2 separate regions of the Gossypium hirsutum genome follow, and region 2 is linked to region 1. Evidence: chromatin contacts called from public Hi-C data. All regions are on one chromosome and are shown on one strand. Each heading gives the region's core, a stretch centred on a gene start, on an enhancer-like site or on the middle of the called end of the contact. The rest is flanking DNA. Distances are from core to core; before and after follow the strand shown.

The links. Hi-C and Micro-C count contacts between places; a contact is called where the count stands out from the background.
Region 2: a contact with region 1 is called in a Hi-C map of leaf, with 4 times the contacts expected there. The contact joins the promoter of LOC121221139 here to the enhancer-like site in region 1. A contact is called at or near these places in 8 of 34 Hi-C or Micro-C datasets (callus, hypocotyl and leaf).

The regions. Positions count from the first base shown.
Region 1 is chrD09:13,560,797-13,563,797 of Gossypium_hirsutum_v2.1, forward strand. No RefSeq gene overlaps it. Among protein-coding and RNA genes, the nearest start is that of LOC121221466, 64 kb to the left of the region's middle. Within about 2 kb of position 1,550, at least 2 of the 9 cell types and tissues checked have an H3K27ac peak or open chromatin away from gene starts, as enhancers often do. A contact at or near this core is called in hypocotyl and leaf, where this site is marked.
Region 2 is chrD09:13,666,244-13,669,244 of Gossypium_hirsutum_v2.1, forward strand. It overlaps LOC121221139 (transcription factor TCP20), which reads left to right and starts at 1,497. Exons shown (of 4, transcript XM_041101688.1): 1 at 1,497-1,861; 2 at 1,956-3,001. The coding sequence starts at 1,840. The coding sequence ends at 2,839.

The DNA of each region.
Region 1 (3,001 bases), core at 300-2,799:
AATAATATCTTGATAGGTCATTTCAGCAGTATTGTCTCAATTCTGAATATCTTTAATATGCAGGCACATGGCCATCTAATAGAAGTATTGTGATTCCTGAATTGAGCTGATGGCTGTGGGTATTTGAATTCCAATTTGAAATTTTGATTTCAAATCCAAATATGTTTATTATTTAAATTAAAATTCAAGCATCTTCTTAATCCAAATTCGAGTTAAAAAGTTACCCATTAAATATCTCAAAGTCAAAATTTTAGAAAGTAAATTAAATTATGGATTAGAATATCCAAATTTAAGTTTATTATATGTAAAAAAATAAAATAGATTCAGATAATAAATATTCAAAAATTAATATTTGTATTCATTTTAAATTAATTGAACAGAATAATTCAAATATTTAAATTTAAATATTTTCTGAATCTTCAACCAACATATCAAATATCTACTAATTTGTACTATTTATTACTATCCTTATAACCTATCAGCTTCAGTGGGGATGAAAGAAAAAAAAATTACAAAGGCAGTGTAGCTGAGCAAAAATTCGATGAAGAAACAAAGTAAATCAAGAGGCATGTGAATTTTGTAACCAATAGCACATTTAACGCATGTTAGAGTACAGAGTCTTGTTTTGAATGCAAATAGATGTTATCAAATACAAAGACTATTCAAGTCGACTGAGTTTATTCGAGTTAGTATTGATATTGTTCTTAATCGAAAAAGATATAGATTAAGTGTACTGAAACACATTTATCTTTTTATTTAAAGTTAGAAAAAATTACGAGTAATTTTAAACATTTACATAAAAAATTTAAAAAAGGGTTTGTTTTATTTTTTTAAACCAAAGCAAAAATATGCTAAAAGAGGACATTTTAATTATTAAAAGAAGCTTCAAAGCTTCTTTTAATAATTAAAATGTCCTCTTTAAGCTTGAAACAGCTAAATTACATTACACCATATGTAATGTAGTGCAAATAGCTAATAAGTAATAAGGCCCTTGGAATTGATGGGAAAGTGCCTAAATTTTGGTGTGTGCTTATATAATTATCTCCCTTTGGTATTCAAATGGGAAAAAAGAAAAGGAAAAGCTTTGAAAAGGAAAGGACAAATGATTAAAACGAATACTAACAAAGAAAGATCCAAGCTTATCTCCTGGTGAGAAAAGAAAAAATCTTTAAAAATTAAATTTGGAAAACCCATAAACAAAAGCAAAGATCTTTTCCCATTTAATCAAATTGCTTGAATTCATGTGAGACTGGTTTTCAAAGAGCGGGGCCTCCCTTTGTCTCCATGATGGGAAGCACATGTGACAAGCCATGCAATCACCAACGTACACCTACCAACTCCAACCATAATTATCATCACAACACAAAGAATTGGTCTTCTCCACATCAAAGCAAAGGCTCTATGTAAGTTTTTATAAAGGGAAAGCAGTTGAAAAAGGAATAAATAAATTAATAAAGATATATATATGTTCTCATTACTTCAATGATTCATGCCAAACCCATCCTAAAGTTGCTTAATAATCAAGTTTGCAAGAATGATTAAAGAAAAAAAAAGGAGAAAAGTAAAGGATATATATGTCTGTGTGTATGGATATCCCCACTATGGTGACCAAGTATTGCATGGATTGTTCGTCCAATGAAAAGTCAAAGAGTATAGTGTACTTTTAATTAATGACCATTTCCCAAGTTTTTAATTTCCCATATAAACTGTATGTCATTATCATGGAGTGATTTAAGATAAAAAAAAAATACAAGTTAATCTCCATCATCTCCATCATCAGCTATTGTTGTTGATTTTCAATAGTAAAATCGTCTCAATAATCGTGCCAACCTGCCAACTTTTGAACTTCTTAAGTGGCAATTCTGTTGGCACTACCGCAAATCTCTTTAATTTAATTTAATTTTTTTAAAGATAAAAGTTTAAGATTTATATTAAGAGTTTTGAGTATCACAATTTTATAAAAAAAGATTAATTATTTTTAAAATTATATTAATAATAAATATACAAATTATAAGTGAAAAAAATTACTAAGGGTAAATCTTAAAAAAAAATGAATGGCTGGGATTTAACCATAAGTGTCAAAGTACTTGATAGACCAACCCTTAAGTAATATATGTATATATTCAGTTCATTCATATACATATATAGGGATTCATGAAATGGAAATTTTATGCATTGAGCTCATCGTCCACATAATGAATCCATTTTGGTCGATAAGAAACAAAAGTGGTTCGATTTTGTTGAACAAAAACAGAAATGTAATTTTTAGATTTGAATAATGATAACTGCATGATTTGAATAAACTTGTGAAATACATACTGGAAAAAGAAGGGAAAAAAGAAAGCTGAAGAGATGTAATTTTTGAGCAAGTAGTGCACCAAACTGACAAGAAACATGAAAGACAAGCAATCCCACAGCAAACTGAATTAAATTAAATAAAAAATTGTTTTTTAATTTTGGAATTAATTTAATGTAATTAAAAATATCTTTAGGCAATTCTACTCCAATAGCTTTTACCATTACACCAAACTGATATATAACTAGTTGAAAATTCTACTCCATATTTGATATTCATTGTTACAAGGTTTTTCTTTTATGGGATAACGAGTGAGGTAAGGATAATTTAAGGATTTAAAGATTATTTTTATCATTTTACTTGAGATTCATTACAACTATCAATATTTTAATAATATGAATAACTCTACAGCGGAGTTTTTATATTTTATAAGTAGGATTAAGGAATTGATAAATGTTTCGTAGAGTTATAATAAAATATTAAAAATAAATATTTAAAAAATATACGTGATATTTTTTAAGATTGCTTATGGAATTACATAGGATTCGGCCTTATCTTGTTTGTGTTTGTGTTGGTAAATTCTAGGCAAATGAGAAATTTGGGTGGCCAAACGTTTATGGATTCATCCATTGGTCCCAATGGAAAACAGTGAATTTTTTTCTTCAAATCAAACTCATATAAACATCAGCAATTATTATTTGTAAT
Region 2 (3,001 bases), core at 247-2,746, 110 kb after region 1:
TGGCGGTGGGTTACTTTGAGTTCCAACCATCGCTGACTGCTTTTTCTGTAACTTTGTCTCCTTGCGATTAGCTCTAGCAGTCTTCTCAATTTTTGAATCGAACGAAAGAGTACCTGGAGCAGATCTGGTCATAAGAAACAAAAAAACAAGATTAGTACGTTGCCAATCCCCGGCAACGATGCCAAAATTTAATGCGGTCATTGAAAGCACAAAAAATATCCTATTCGTAATAAATAATGAAAAATAATAGTAAAAGGGAAGTAGGGTCAAATCCTCAAGGACTGGATTTGCACAATATCTTGTTCTGTGAAATCCTAGGCAGAATCTTGCCTAAGAAAACCTGCGTTCCTGAAAAAAATAAAAAAAATAGAAGAATTAAAGGTTTGGATCTGGAAACGAAAAATAAAATAAAAACAGAATTAGGAATATTGAATCAAAAATTCGAGAAAAATAGAGTTGAGAGAAAGAAAATTCTTATGGGAGATTCTAGCCTCCAGTTATCTCATTTCGCCTTGGGTTCAATCCTCGACTTTTAGATGATCCTTCCCAAACCAAATAAGCCAGTTATAGTGGAAGAGGATGCCTCGACCACCAGCTCCAAGGATTTAGACTTACGATTTGGTGGAACCTGACTCTAGCCAACAATAGCTTCTATGAGATCATCTTATGCTAGATCAACGCTTCTCAATGGCGAATCCCACGCCATTTTGTCTCTTGGGCTCGCCAACCTCTGACGCAGTAAGCTAACGAACCGACTGTGCAACCTTCCCAAAACATACGAAGCGGTCGCCTTTGCATACGTTGAAAAGCTTACTTCTTAAGGGATATGGATGGAAGCGTCAGCCCCGTAGTGCGAAGAAACGATGAATACTCGTTGAGAAGGCTAAGTACAGATTCTAAGCCTCATGAACCCTTTTGGAGATTTTCGACAACCTTTGGCTAGATGGGTTTAGTGGCTCATGGTTGTGGTAGAAAAGAAAATAAATAAAATAAAAATAGAGATTTTATTGAAAGGAAATATGAGAAGAACAAAAGCCTAGACTTTTGGAGAAAGAGTGTTTACAGAAAAGGATCCTCCTCTTTTGAGTTATTTCATCCCCTATTTATAGTGCTAGGGGAGATACCTATTTAAATTCCTAAAAGATAAATACATTTAATTGAAGATAAATAAAAATAAATAAAATAAAATCTTAAAAATAATTCTTAATAATTATCTTAATATTAATTATCCTAATATAATTAAAATAGAGTTTAATAGAATAAAATCTCTTCTTTTTGCATTTCAACCCTTGTGTTCTCCATACTTGCACTTTTGGCATCAACTTTTCCTTGTGTCGCACATTGGCCCATTTTATTTCTAAATTCAGGCTTTTGGCCCTTAATTTTGCTTTTGCCTCAAATTTAGCCCCTATAAGATAAAAGATTATAAATAATTTAAATTAACAGGATCATACTCAGAATAAATACATAATTAAGATATAAAAATACATTATTCTAGAGTGTTATCAAATCTCTTACAAGAGATGGAACCATTAGTATGATGCCTGCCGAAATAATATTGTAGCAAGTAAAAGGTAAAGGCGAAGTGAAGAGAACGCTAAGAGAATCAGCCATCAATCATGGAAATGGGCAGTTAAAGTTACTATCGTATCAGAAGTATTAGTCAAAACCCGTTCACTACTGTAAGAAAAAGAGTAAGAAAGGACAGTGAGAGAAAGTAGGAAGACATGTTGTAAAACCAAGATAAAATTTTTGACATTTTGGGGGTGTGCTTTGGGATTTCAATATTATATTACTAGTTTGTCTTTCACATTCCTTGCCAAAAACAGTGAAAAACTCATGAAAGTGGAGGACTTTTCAGGTAACCTTCTTCAATCTAAGAAACTTAGTTTTTTTGGCTTTAATTTGCTTTGCCCCCACCTTACCACCCCTTTACCTGTTCATGGATCCCAAAGGCTCCAAGCAGCCACCAGCTGAAGTATCCAACTTCTTGAGCTTGCCACCACAACCCCAACAACAGCCTCATCAAAGCATGGGAGAGAACAAAGCAGGTGAAAGCAAGGGTTTCCGGATTGTTGCAAGTAAAGAAGAAGGGAAGAAACAACAGTTGGCTCCAAAGAGAAGTTCTAACAAAGACAGGCACACTAAAGTTGAAGGGAGAGGTAGAAGAATAAGGATGCCTGCTTTATGTGCAGCTAGAATCTTTCAGTTGACCAGAGAATTGGGACACAAATCTGATGGGGAAACCATACAGTGGCTGTTACAACAAGCTGAACCATCAATAATAGCCGCCACGGGGAGCGGAACCATACCAGCTTCAGCTTTGGCAGCAGCTGGAGGCTCAGTTTCTCATCAGGGGGCCTCTCTGTCAGCTGGATTGCACCAAAAGATGGAAGACTTAGAGGGGTCCAGTATAGGGTCTGGAAGCAGTAGGACCAGTTGGGCAACGGTTGGTGCCAACAATTTGGGGAGACCCCATCATGTAGCAACAGGGTTATGGCCCTCAGTCAGTGGTTATGGGTTTCAGACATCATCTGGTCCATCTACAACCAATTTAGGCACTGAAAGTTCTATTTATCTGCAAAAAATCGGGATTCCTGGTTTTGATTTGCCAGCTACTAATATTGGTCAGATGAGCTTCACCTCAATCTTAGGTGCGGCTAACCAGCAACTCCCTGGTTTGGAACTTGGGTTGTCTCAAGATGGTCATATTGGGGTTCTAAATCATCAAGCCTTAAGCCAAATTTATCAACAAATGGGGCAGGCTAGGGTGCTCCAGCAAAAGCAGAATCAGCAAAATCCCCCTGCTAAGGATGATTCCCAAGGATCAGGCCACTAAAGTTATAAACTTTGGGTACATACTAGCATTCCTAAGAGAGGATGACTTTCTTTCTTGTAATGGTTTCAGTATTGTATAATTGAAAAAAAAAAAAGAAAAAGAAGAAAAAAAGAGTGAGAAAAATGTGTACTTAGCCTCTCAGAATTCTACAGGGACAGAATG